2 separate regions of the Pan troglodytes genome follow, and region 1 is linked to region 2. Evidence: chromatin contacts called from public HiChIP or PLAC-seq data. All regions are on one chromosome and are shown on one strand. The core of a region is the stretch at or near the end of the contact, and the rest is flanking DNA. Distances in the headings are between cores, read along the strand shown. Region 1 holds the start of UBTD2 (ubiquitin domain containing 2). Region 2 holds the start of FBXW11 (F-box and WD repeat domain containing 11).

Evidence for each region. HiChIP or PLAC-seq counts read pairs in DNA pulled down with a chosen protein or histone mark.
Region 1: an H3K4me3 HiChIP or PLAC-seq map of stem cell-derived excitatory neurons shows a contact between it and region 2, with 3 times the contacts expected there. The contact joins the promoter of UBTD2 here to the promoter of FBXW11 in region 2. A contact is called at or near these places in 1 of 7 Hi-C or Micro-C datasets (stem cell-derived neural progenitor cells) and 1 of 1 datasets of contacts at active chromatin or transcription factors (stem cell-derived excitatory neurons).

What each region holds. Positions count from the first base shown.
Region 1 is chr4:169,943,405-169,949,640 of NHGRI_mPanTro3-v2.0_pri, reverse strand. UBTD2 (ubiquitin domain containing 2) reads left to right here and starts at 2,765. Exons shown (of 3, transcript XM_016954201.4): 1 at 2,765-3,262. The coding sequence starts at 3,193.
Region 2 is chr4:169,662,131-169,669,148 of NHGRI_mPanTro3-v2.0_pri, reverse strand. FBXW11 (F-box and WD repeat domain containing 11) reads left to right here and starts at 5,232. Exons shown (of 12, transcript XM_003310956.5): 1 at 5,232-5,779. The coding sequence starts at 5,735. It overlaps LOC134809992 (a long non-coding RNA gene), which reads right to left and starts at 5,319. Exons shown (of 3, transcript XR_010157047.1): 1 at 5,123-5,319; 2 at 3,186-3,280; 3 at 1-3.

The DNA.
Region 1 (6,236 bases), core at 1,516-4,015, 280 kb before region 2:
GGCAAGATCTCAGCTCACTACAACCTCCACCCTCCGGGTTCAAGCTATTCTTCTGCCTCAAACTCCCAAGTAGCTGGGACTACAGGTGCGAGCCACCACGCCTGGCTAATTTTTTTTTTCTTTTTTTTTTTTTTTGAGATGGAGTCTCGCTCTGTTGCCCAGGCTGGAGTGCAGTGGCGCGATGTCTGCTTACTGCAAGCTCCGCCTTCCGGGTTCACGCCATTCTCCTGCCTCAGCCTCCTGAGTAGCTGGGACTACAGGCGCCTGCCACCATGCCCGGCTAATTTTTTGTATTTTTAGTAGAGACGGGGTTTCACCATGTTAGCCAGGATGGTCTCGATCTCCTGACCTGGTGATCCGCCTGCCTCGGCCTCCCAAAGTGCTGGGATTACAGGCGTGAGGCACCACGCCCAGCCTAATTTTTGTATTTTTAATAAAGGTGGGATTTCACCATATTGGCCAGGCTGGCCTCCAACTCCTGACCTCGTGATCCGCCCGCCTCGGCCTCCCAGAGTGCTAGGATTACAGGCATGAACCACCGTGCCCGGCCAAACTTTCTTTTTTCTTTTTTTGAGACAGGGTCTCGCTCTGTCACCCACACTGGAGTGCAGTGGCGCGATCACAGCTCACTGTAGCCTCCACCTCTCTGGATTCAGGTAATTCTCCCACCTCAGCCCCCTGAGTAGCTGGGACTACAGGCGCTCACCACCACGCCCCGCTAATTTTTAAAATTTTTTCGTAGAGACAGGGTCTCCCTATGTTGCTCAGGCTGGTCTGAAACAGCTGGGCTCAAGTGAGCTTCCCACCTCAGCCTCCCAAGGTGCTGGGATCACAGGCGTGAGCCACCATGCCTGGCAGAAACTTCAGACCATATAGCTAGTACACGATGGAAGCCAGATTCCAATCCAGGAAGTTAATAGCCAAGCTGGGGCCCTGACTGCGACACTACTCTGCCTCCTGGGAAATGTGTCTCTAAGATAAAGGCAGGGTGGAGAACATCTATTGCTGAGAATCTCTCCCCGAGACTGCTCTCTCTTCCTAGTGCCAACTCCTCAGTGCTCATCGGAGAGCCCTCATCATTTGGGTGCCTACCATCTGTTTAATAGACATCGTGGAAGTCTTGGTTTCTGCAATTTCTAGAGTGAAATTCAGGACAAAGCAATCTCTTTGCAAATATTCAGCATGCAGCTTCTCTTCTTCAGGGAAGTGATGAAGTGATGTGTCTGCCAACGTGTATAGTTAGTTGAAAATGATCAGACAGAAGGCTTTGTGACACAGCCCCTGATGTCAGAGCAACCTCTGAAAACTCATAATAACATCGATGGCATAAGCTCTTTTTGGAATGTTCAGGACCACAACTGAGGACAATACTAATTCTTCAGGATGAGTTTAATATAGCAGATTTCTATATCTCACGACATTTCTGTGTTTTAACCTAAGTGTAGGTTTTGCTTGTCTACTGTCTTTTTATCAAATGAATACAGAGATCTAAATCTTTGTATAATATCTTGATCTATTTCTGTGAGCTAGATTTCCAGATGTGGAATAATCCCGAGTCAAAGGATATGAACATTTTTAAGGCTCTTGATCTGCATTGCCAAATTGCTTTGCAAAAAAGATTGAACCAATTTACACTCCCACCAGCAGTGTATGAGAATATATTTAAATGCAAATCCCAAGCTGCAGAGCATCTCTTTCTTAGGTATTTCAACTTAAAAAATTTCTTTTCGTGCTAAGCAAAAGCTGACCCAGGATGTTAAAAAAAGAAAGTCTGATATAAAAATGGAGCCGATAGTTAAAACAGCTTCTTAGGCAGAAATAAGCTTCAGAAAGGCCCAAGCAGGATGATAACAATTTTAAGGCATCATAGCACGAAGCACAATTCTAAAGGGACCATTAACAATTTGGCTGAGATTGGAAAAGTAACCGCCAAGAATGTTGGGCGTGGTCAATGTCCCAAATTCTAGATTCGAAAAGGCAGGGTGTTTCACTCATTTACACTTCACTTTGGCCTAAGGACGATTTAAGATACCCAAAGGCAGGATCTTGATAAGTAGTATTGTTTGAATCATTAATCCCGTGAAAATGAAAGAAACCCACGCCCCCTGAACTAAGGTCAGCGTTTATCTCTTCTTTCCAGGCGTTCCATCAGGACGCCTCGCCTCTAATCTCAGTTTGGTTTGCCACAACCACTGCCTCCACCCCTAATAATGGGGCCCCATGATTTTAGGGAAGACGGGGGTGGGCAGGCAAGAGGAAGCCCAGATTCGGGGTACCAACCCACGGAGCGCCATACAAATTCAAAGGGCGCTGGGACCTCAAGGTTCGGCCAGGACACTCTCCCCCGAGCCCCCGTTATTTGGGAAACCGCCCCGTCCCCGCCTGCGAGTCTTCCACGACTACTTCTCGGTTCCCCCGTGCGACCCGCTTCCACCAGCAAGAAGGAGCCGACGGCCGAGGAGCCAGGAACTCGATTTCGCCCCTTCCCACTCCTCTTTTCTCACTTTTGTTCGGCTTTTCCTGCTTTCCCTCCCTTCTTCCCTCTCCTTTCTTCTTCCCGTCCTCCCTCTCTCCTCCTCCCCTCGCCTCCAGTCCTCCCCCCGCCTCCAGTCCTCCCCCCACCTAGCCCCCTGCGTCCCCTCCCCCGCCTCACCCTCGCCCCGCTCCGCTCGCAGCCCCGCCCGCAGCCAATCAGAGCGCGGCCTCCGGTGGCCCCGCCCTTCTCCGGCGATTCCGGGCGGGCCGGGCCGAGCCCAGGCCGAGCCCAGGCCGTGGGTGCGGAGGGCGGCGCCGCGGGGCGGGGGCCGATGGGTCCTGGCGGACGCGAGGCGCCGGCGCGGGGCTCGCCTGGACTCGGGTGTGCGGGGCTGTGAGGGGGCGAGGCGGGCGCTGCGGCCCGCCCGGGATGGGCCAGCCCTGGCCTGGCGGGGCTGAGCCGACGGCGAGGGCGGCGCGCGGGCCAGGCCTGCCGGGCGGGCGGCCCGGGGGTTGAGGTAGAAGTGGGCGCGGAGGAAGGGGCCGAGCCAAGGCGGTGGGTGGAGCGGCGAGGGGGGCGGAGGCTGGGCCGCGGCGGGCGAGCGGAGCGGCGCGCCTGTCCGGAGCTCGGCGGTGGCGCCGGAGGAGGCTGCAGCGGCGGCGGCGGCGGGCCCGGACGAGCGTCCGGAGGTGGCGGACGAGGCGCCGGGGGCCCCCATGGGCGGGTGTGTGGGCGCCCAGCACGACTCCTCGGGCAGCCTCAACGAGAACTCGGAGGGCACCGGAGGTAGGTGAGCGCCAGGGGGCAGCCTCGGCCCCCCATTGTTCCCGGCCAGGCCCGGCCACCTGTCCCGACCCCCGCGGGCCGCGCCGGGCCCCCGCGCCCCTTTGTCATCCCCTCTTCCACGTCATTCCCCGCGCTCCGCTTCCGGCTGCCCTGCCAGCCGCGGGGGTCGCCCCTTCCCACCCCAGCCCCGAAGAAAAGTCCTCTGAGCGCCGGGGACGTAGCCCTTGGCCTCGCCGACCGCCCCGCTCGGCTCAGGGAAGTCGGACCCGAAGCTGCCCTTCTGGCCACCTCACTCCCTCTCCAGGCCGTTTAATTATTGAGGATCAGGATGGCGGCGCCGGGGTTGCAGAAAAGCGAATTGATGGCGGGGGGAGGGAGCTTGATGCGTTCCCTCCGACGGGCCCCGCCACATCTTTCCGCACCCTTCCTTGTTCTGTGGAGTTGGCTGGTCTCAGCTTTCCTGAGTTTCAGATGACAGCTGCCCCGGTTGGTTCCAAATTGGCCATTTAAACCTGCGAGTTTCTGGAGCTCGGCTGGAGGAGTCTCCAGTGGCCGCAGGCATTGTATTAAGGAGGGGTGGGGAAACGGTCTTCCCGGGTAAAACGTGGCTCCTTGCTACAGCTTGGGGGTGTTAGGCCGGTGTGCTGTCGGGGTGGGCTAATCAAATTCCCATCTGTCTTAAGTAGAAGGAAAATATGTAGGATAAAAGTACAAATGCAGTTGGACCCTGACTTACCCCAGTAAGATCAGTACTTTAAAAGTTTTCTAACACGGGAGCGCACTCCTACTTTATAGTAAAAGCGTGCTGAGGATAGGTATTTTAATTCAATCAGTAGTAGTTGTAGTATGGCAGTATAATAATAAAATTAGTTCTATCTTTAAGTGACCTTTGGTTACGTCCATTCTGTAGAATATTTTAGTTATAAACAGCCTTTAGGCAAAGATGACAGCGTTGGTTTTATTTGTGACCTAATGTTAGCTGCCTTAAAATGTGCATGTCTGTAAATTTTTAAATTGTTTGGGTATGGGAGGGTTTACAACTTTATCGTAGCATACTAACATTTAGACCAGTTGCTTGCCCTGTCACTTAAGCTCTCTTCACAAACCATGTACACCTAAGTTTTTTGGCTAATGGATTTCCTGAATTCCATGATGGTTAGCCATGCCACTTTATTAAAATCTGTGGGTATCCTGTATGACTAAATCCTGGGTAAATAACTTGAGAACTCAGTGGAAGTTGTCTTGAAAAAGTCCATGAAAGTGCTACTTTATAGTGTATTTTATGTCGTAGCATTATTACTGGCATATTGAGATCCTCAGTGACAACAAAGCAGGAAGATAAAAAGGGCACGATTTAAAACAGCCTTGGGTTAAGGTGAAATTGAAGGATCAAAATGAATCTTCCTCTAATTGTGTTGATCATTAATGGTTCTGAAATATATTAGTATTTGTTATCGCTAGTGTTTAGTTTTAATTAAATTTTTTTCACACTCATTTTAATATTGTCATAAGCATTTTGCTCTTCTCCGTAATGTATGTGGGTTAATTTATTTAAGCCTTTTGGTAGTGTGACTTATGACCAGACAGGCATTATTAATATGGGCTTTAAAAAGCGTGAAATCTTAGCTTTGGGTAATTTATTACCGGTGGTATCCAGTTAGATAGCTATAGTATCAGTTTCTTTGAGGACTGAGTTCTCTGGACCATAAGCTCTGCTGTACATGAAGTTTAGAAAAAGGAACATTAACCACCAAACGTCTTTATTTTCTTTTGGAGAGAGGACATGGGCCCTGATGTAACTGGGGTCAGGGAAGAGGCTCTTGTACTAAAAGGATTATTTCTGGAATTTGATTATGGACGCTTTTATTCTCCATTATTGTCATGATAATTAAGAGTTAATTGTGGTTTAGTGAAATTAACTCAGGTGTGTTGCAGGTTAACATATAAAAAAAATTATTGCTTAATAAGTAGATTGTTGGGAAGGGAAAGACTTTTTCCTAAGGGTGTTGGCACAGATCCCTAGCTTTTCAAACATACTGTGGTAGTGAGTTAGGTTTGGGGGATGTGTGGAGGGCTTGGTTTGGTTTCTCGAGACAGGTTCTTGCTTTATCGCCCAAGCTGGAGTGCAGTGCCAGGTCACAGCTCACTGCAGCCTTGACCTCCCAGGTACAAGTGATCCTTCTACCTCAGCCTCCCAAGTAACTGGGACCACGAGGTGCATGCCACCGCACCCGGCTAATTTTTAAAAAATTTTTAGTAGAGGTGGGTTTTGCCGTGTTTTTAATCTGAATGTGTTGGGTTATGAAAGTTGTTTTATCAATATGGAGTCTTCACATGCTTCTTACAACGGATTTAAACTTTTCATGACAGATTTAGTTACATTCACCAACCAGGCGGGGTGGCTCATGCCTGTAATCCCAGCACTTTGGGATGATGAGGCGAGAGGATTGCTTGAGCCCAGTAGTTGGAGACCAGCCCAGGCAACATAGTGAGACTCTGTCTTTAAAAAAATAAACAAAATAATTACATTCACAGTGTTGTGCAAACATCACCATTTTAGAATAGCTTGACCCTTTCTAAATATCAGCCAGCCTTAGGAAGAAAAAGATTTTTAAAAAATCTTTTGACTATTTGAAATACTATACTTTCCTTTTTTCCTCTGAATCCATCTCTTATGTATGCAAGTAATTATGTGTCTATCAATAAAACCTTCCTTATTAGGTGTATTACTTCTTTGAAGGAATTTGGGAGATTTTTATAAGAGACTGTAGAATATAGAAGTGGCTTAATTCACATTATAAGCTTTGCATTATCTGTTGTTTTGGGATTAATTGTTGTATTTTCCTTTGGCATATACCTTGCCTAGAATTTAGTTCTTGAGCTCCAGCTACTTAGGCTTTTTTCAAATAAAAAAACTTTTATTTTTATATTTTATTATTGAGATAGTGTCTTGCTCTGTCACCCAGGCTGAAGT
Region 2 (7,018 bases), core at 3,983-6,482:
AAACTAAAAAAAAAAAAATAATTAGGTGTGTGTGGAGGCATGCGCCTGTGGTCGCAGCTACTCAGGAGGCTGTGGTGAGAGGACTGCTTGAGCTCAGGAGTTCATGGCTGCAGTGAGCTATCACTGTGCCACTGCACTCCCACCTGGGTGACATTGCAAGACCCTGTCTTTAAAAAAAAAAAAAAAAAAGAATACAGAATTAGCAGTTACAGGGAATAGCCAATAACTTTACGGCTGAGCAAGTGCCCAAGGAAGGATCACCCCACACCCCCTAGGCTGAGATTCAGACCTCACAGGAGACAGGGTGATTGTGGCCCACCGCACAAAGTTTGCTTAATAGTTACAGGAGGTCCGGCAGGGCGTGGTGGCTCACACCTGTAATCCCAGCACTTTGGGGGGCTGAGGTGGGTGGATCACGAGGTCAGCAGTTCAAGGCCAGCCTGGCCAACATGGTGTAAACCCCATCTCTACTCAAAATACAAAAATTAGCTGGGTGTGGTGGCACGCACCTGTAATCCCAGCTACTTGGGAGGCTGAGGCAGGAGAGTGGCTTGAACCCAGGAGGCGGAGGTTGTGGAGAGCTGAGATTGCACTATTGCACTCCAGCCTGGGTGACAGAGCAAGACTCAGTCTTAAAAAAAAAAAAAAAAAAGAGTTACAGGAGGTTGCCACCCAGCAGGGTGGCTCACGCCTGTAATCCCAGCACTTTGGGAGGCCAAGGCGGGTGGATCACCTGAGGTCAAGAGTACAAGACCAGCCTGACCAACATGGTGAAACCCCGTCTCTACTAAAAATACAAAAAATTACCCAGGTGTGGTTGTGGGCGCCTGTAATCCCAGCTACTTGGGAGGCTGAGGCAGGTGAATTGCTTGAACCCAGGAGGTGGAGGTTGCAGTGAGCCGAGATTGTGCCATTGCACTACAGCCTGGGCGACAAGAGCAAAACTCTGTCTCAACAAACAAACAACCCCCAAAATTAGCTGGGTGTGGTGGCACGCACCTGTAATCCCAGCTACTTATGGGCGGCTGAGGCAGGAGAATCTCTTGAACCTGGGAGACGGAGGTTGCAGTAAGCCAACATTGCGCCACTGCACTCCAGCCTGAGCAACAGAGTTAGACTCTGTCTCAGAAAAAGAAACAAAAAAAAGCCCGGGCACGGTGGCTCAGGCCTGTATTCCCAGCACTTTGGGAGGCCGAGGCAGGTAGATCACGAGGTCAGGAGTTCAAGACCAGCCTGGCCAACATGGTGAAACCTTGTCTCTACTAAAGATACAAAAAAATTATCCAGACTTGATGGAGCACGCCTGTAATCCCAGCTACTCAGGAGGCTGAGGCAGGAGAATTGCTTGAACCCGGGAGGCGGAGGTTGCAGTGAGCCCAGGTCACGGCCACTGCACTCCCGCCTGGGTGACAGGGTGAGACTCCATATATAAATATAAATATATATACATAAAATATATAAAAATATAAATATATAAAAATATAAATATATATAAATATAAAAATATAAATATATATACATATATATATATATATATATATATATATATATATATATATATATATAAAAAGTTACAGGTCGGGGCTGGCAAGCAGGAAATTCCCTACTGGGAAGCCACCACCCTCTGAATGTCCCAGCCCCCTTTGTGTGTGGGGAGGAAGGGATGGTTCTGTAAGCCATTTGCTGCCATGTGCCACAAAGCAAGAAGGAAAAGAAAGTACACTGGAACCAGGATGAGAAGCCCCTTCATTCTGCTGTGTTCCTCTAGTGCTCTCTACTGACAAAGTTAAACACTGTGCCAGCTGGCAGAGAAATATTTACAAGATCCTGCTCCAGTATTTCAAAGCATAGAAAAGAAGGGTAGATTTGGAGCTATGAGGTTATAAATTGATGACAGGCACATACATGTTCTGCTGCAGAAGAATGTATTTGATTACGGAGTGCTGTCCTGAGACCCCAGAAGGAGTGTTACATTGTACGCAGTTTATGTAATGCACCATTGTGCCTTTGTACAATCTAAGCAATTCCGGGTTCTGAACTGGACCTCAGGGGAATCTCGACCTGTACCACTTTGTTATGATCATGTCTTGCAAACCTCAGTGAAGAGCTATCTGAAACACTGTGGGAAAATATGCCTGAGGGTGTTCTGCCTTTGTCTATGACCAAATCTAATCAACAGCTGCCATCAAGCCTGAAGCAATAAGAGCACCTGAGTTCTTGTTTGAGAAGAGGTGAGAGCAAGGTGATAAAGCCTTGGCTCAGCTTGCCTCTTACATAGCTTGGATAAGCCTTCTTTTATCATATATATAGTGTTTATTTATTTATTTATTGTTGTTGTTTTGAGACAGGGTCTTGTTCTGTCACCCAAGCTGGTCTGGTACCCAAGCTGGTCATTCTGTCACCCAGGCTGGAATACAGTGGTGCAATCATGGCTCACTGCACCCTTGACCCCTCAGGCTCAAGTGATCCTCCCACCTCAGCCTCCTGAGTAGTTGCAGCCACAAGCGTGAGCCACCATACTTGGCTAATTCCTATGTATGAGCTTTTAACCCCACTGAGCTCCTGGAATTTGACCTAATAATATTAGTACTTTTTTCCTTTTAAGGCAGCACACAATTTTCTTTTCTTTTTTTTTTTGTAGATCATGGTGCAGCCACAGAGATGGCAGCCCCTCCCCATGCTCCCAGGTATACGATTTTAATAAAAGGACAGAAACCTTGATTTATCTCCACTACAGTTCCAATGCCAGGGGATGCAAACTCAAATATCTATACAGGTTAGGGATGCAACTTAAATGAGTGAAGCATGCAGATACAAGACAAAAAGGAGTGATGGCAACTGTGGAAAACCATAGAATATATGCTTAAATAAAGGTAGTTGCTATTTAACCCCTGCATATTGTTGCCATGTAGATCTAATTGTCAGATATTCTAATTTTTCAAGAAAAGCTGGAAATTCAGATTTTTAAAACCTGAATATCAAATTTTAAAAACAGTAAAAAAGACGGTATAGGACAAACATATGTATGTGCTGGGGTGGGGGGCGGGGGAGAGGGTCACATCCAGCTTGTGACTCCTACCCCATGCCTGTTTTTATACCCCTGTACAATCCCTTCCCACACTGACTATGGGTTTGGCCATACTACTAGTTTTGGCCAACGGGACATTACCAAGTGTGGTGCATACCAGAGGTTTGATAAGCATTTGTTCACTGGGGCTTGTCCTTTCTCAAGTCACTATGCAGACGTTTGAATGATAAAAAGCCACAGGGAGGAGAGGCCCTAGAAGATGAAAAGTCATTTTGAATGAGTTCCCAGCTGATTGCATGTGGGCCCCGGCTGAGCCCGGGTCAGCCCACACAATTGTAAAATCATAATAAACCATTGTTATTCTAAGCTACTAAGTCTTCGGCGGTTTGTTGTGTTGCAACAGGTAACTGAAATAGAGGTCATATCTAATCCCTTTGTTTTACTAATGAATGTCCTAAGGGCCATAGTGGAAGGGACCTGGTGAAATTCAGATAGCATGACAGTGGTAAGAACTTTCCAATTCTGTGCTCTTCCTATTGCTTTTCTTTCAATTCCCTTGGTGAAAAGCACCAGGTAAGGACTATGAAACTTCAAAGTCTACCTGCAGGGAACTTATACTGTGTCCTGAATGCATGCAAATTACTGTAACTTGGTCCTTGGTAATGGAAAGATTTCTAGGTCATCCAGCCTCTTTGACTTTATAGGTGCAGAGAATGCAAAAATACTTTGAGAAAGTGAAAAGCAGTCTCTGATATCTGGAAGCTGGCCTGGTACAATCAGCCATGCCATGATGTTACTAGACCACAGCCTGGCCCTTATAGCTAGGCTTTGTGTTTTCCTGTAGAACAAAAACAATTCCAAAGAACATCAACATCAGACGAGGTCATTCTGTGACCATGATAGATCCAGACAAATACAAGACCACTCTATAATCGGGTCTAAACACGATAAAAAGATAAAACCTGATGATTGGCCAAACCACAAAAAATGACTCAACATCCCCACTTGGCTAATATGAGGGAGCTGCTGCTGCACTTTTTTTTTTTTTTCGTTTTTGAGACAAGGTCTGGCTCTATCACTCAGGGTACAGTGGAGTGGTGCGATCTCCATTCACTGAAACCTCCACTTCCTGGGCTCAAGCGATCCTCCCACCTCTGCCTCCCAAGTAACTGAGATGACAGGCGCGCACCACCAGGCCCGGTTCATTTTTGTATTTTTTGTAGAGACGCGTTTCGCCATGTTGCCCAGGCTGGTCTGGAACTCCTGCGCTCAAGCAATTCGCCTGCCTCGGCTTACCAAAGTGCTGGGATTACAGGCGTGAGCCACTGTGCCCGGCCAGGCTGCTGTTTCTTTATCTGCACAGCTTTAGCCTCAATCTAGAATTCCCTTCCTCTAGATAAGATGAACTGAGATGCTCAATCATGGAACGACCCTCTCTTCCTGACAGTATCTAATCCAGTGAAGCTCTCACTTCCTTAAACTCTCTCCCAAATCACTAACAACTCTTACCGAGAGGCCCTATCGTGCCTCAATGTGTGTTCTCAGTCACTGCAACTAGTAATAAACCCAGCTTGTTCAACGATCCGTGTCTTCCTGGTGGGATTTGGTTAGAGGGCACGGACAGACTTAAGTTACACAGAGTTGGAGGCTGAGTTCACTAGAAGGAGTCTCCGCTTGTGTGTTCCTTCTTAGCCACTCTTTTGGTTAATGTCTGTCGTCCCTCTACCAGAATTAAGCTCCATGAGAACAGGAGCCTTGTCTGTCATGTTCAGAGCTGATTCTCAGCGCCTAGAACGGTACGCAGCGGAAGCTGGATGCTTAAAAAATAACCATTTTCTGAACTAATGAATGAGGGGCTCGATATACGCACGTCCCCTTTAATCTCGCAGCTCCTCGCAGATCGTGTGACATACAGACAGCACCACAGCACATTTCCCAAAACCCCGTCTTTCCCGAAGAAATCTCGAAACTCTCACTCCTGGGATGCCCATCCTCTCAGAGCCTCTTCCCCAGGCCGAGCTTCTCTCACTCGCTGGCCCCTTTCCACACCTGAGCCCCAGGCCTATACACCTTCCTAACGCCCCTAGAACCCACCTGTCTCCACCATCTGCCCCTACCATCAGACACTGCCGGACGGGCCGCGCAGCTACCTAGGCGTCTAGGGGGCACTGCGGCATGGACCGCGCATGTGCGGAAATGGGTCGCATACGCAGGACCTCCGACAAGTGAGGAGTTGCCTCGGAGTTTCCGTCCCGGTCTGGGCAGCCTTGGGCTGCCAGGAAGTCAAGAGAAGCTAGCCGGAAGGAGAACCCGGGCGCACGGCTTTCTGGGACACGTAGTCGTGGCGCTCTCGAGGCCCTACCATGAGCAAGCTCTTAACTCTTCAGGTCTGCACGTCCTACGTCCACAGTCCAGTGCTACTCTCAGCTCGGAGTTCAGCTTCGGGCTGCCAAGAGCCAGCAACCTGGTGTCAGAGGCTCGGTCCCACAACGCTCTGCGGGCCGCGGCGCCTGCTGGGAGGTGTAGTCCCCGATCTGCGTACTGCGTTCGCCGAGGGGGAGGGCGGAGCTGCCGGCGGCCCGGGCGGGCTGGCAGCTAGAGTGGGTGCGATAGCCGCCTCCGCCTCTGCCGCCTCCGCCGTCGCCTCCTCCGCCCGGGCCGTTCGCTGCTGCGCGGGGAGAGCGAGGCGGGGCCGCCGGGGCCGCCATGGAGCCCGACTCGGTGATTGAGGACAAGACCATCGAGCTCATGGTGAGTGCGGCCCGCTGGACCGTCTGTGTTTCCGTCCGTCCGGCCCCGGGCGGGCCTGCCCACCTCAACGTCCGGTGCGAGGCCGGCTCTGGCCTTTCCCAGACGCCTCGACCCAGACCCGGGCCCCCAGCCTTCCCTGGCCTCGGACCTGGCGCGGGCTCCTCTGATCCCTCGACATCTCCGGCCGGTCCTGGCCCGGCCCCCTCCATGCCCCTCGCTTCTCCCCCTCCCCCTGGTCCCGTCTCCGGTCCCAGCTCTCGGACGACCCTCGCTCGTTTATGCTGTAGACTTAGGTCGCACTCGCTCTAGCACCCCATTCTCCTTCTTTTAGAAAGGGATTTTTTTTTTCTTTCCTCTGTTTCGGCCCAGGCCCGCACCGCGCTTGCAAGCCCCACTCAGGCCGAGTGAGATGGTGGGAAGGAGTACGGAGATGGGTTGGGGCCGCCTGGGCCTCCGCGTCCTAGGAGGGGTCTCAGCACCCACTCCCCAGCCTTAGGTCTGTGTGGATGCCAGGATAGGCCCTACAGAGTTGGGGGGAGGGGGGGCAGGGAGCTTTCGGGTTTGAGGCTGTGGCGGATAAGGAGGCCTCTTTCCCGGGCCCTTGTGGTGTCCGGCTTCTCGGACAAAGGGTTTCCTACCCGGCAGAGAGGGATGTTTGCATAGCAAGGCCCCAGGTACTCTGGATTCCATCCTCCAGGAAAGAGAAGGCGCAACTTCACGTTTTCCAGAGCTGCTTTGGGAAACTGGAGATGACTGGGGAGGGAGCCATCCTCATCACTGCCGCGAGTTCTTTCTTCTCAGAAAAAAAAAAAAGAGGGGAATCCTTGGCCCCAGGGGGAAGCGACCACTCTTCTGTTAGAAACCACTGGCAGCCAGGCCAGACTCCCGGTCCGTGGACACCCTCCACCCTCCTCCGAAGCTTTAGGATTTGAAACCAGAAGGGGTTTTTAGGAACAGGACAGTGAGAGAGTGGCTAGAAGTGAAGAATTTGCTAATTGATGGATGATTTGGTGGAAGAAATAAAATATGGCCGATATTACCTGCCAATGTGAACATGAGGGAAATCAAACTGGGCTCTGGAGAGCTGGGAAGAGGAAGTCTGCATCAGCAAATGGACATGTCCAGGATTTCTTCCTGTGGAAGCCTTGACAGTTTCTTTGTATCTCTCCTAACACGGTAACAACTTCTTCCCCAGGGTTGAGAGGAGAGGTGGAAGAATCTACTTAACCCAGCAAAATG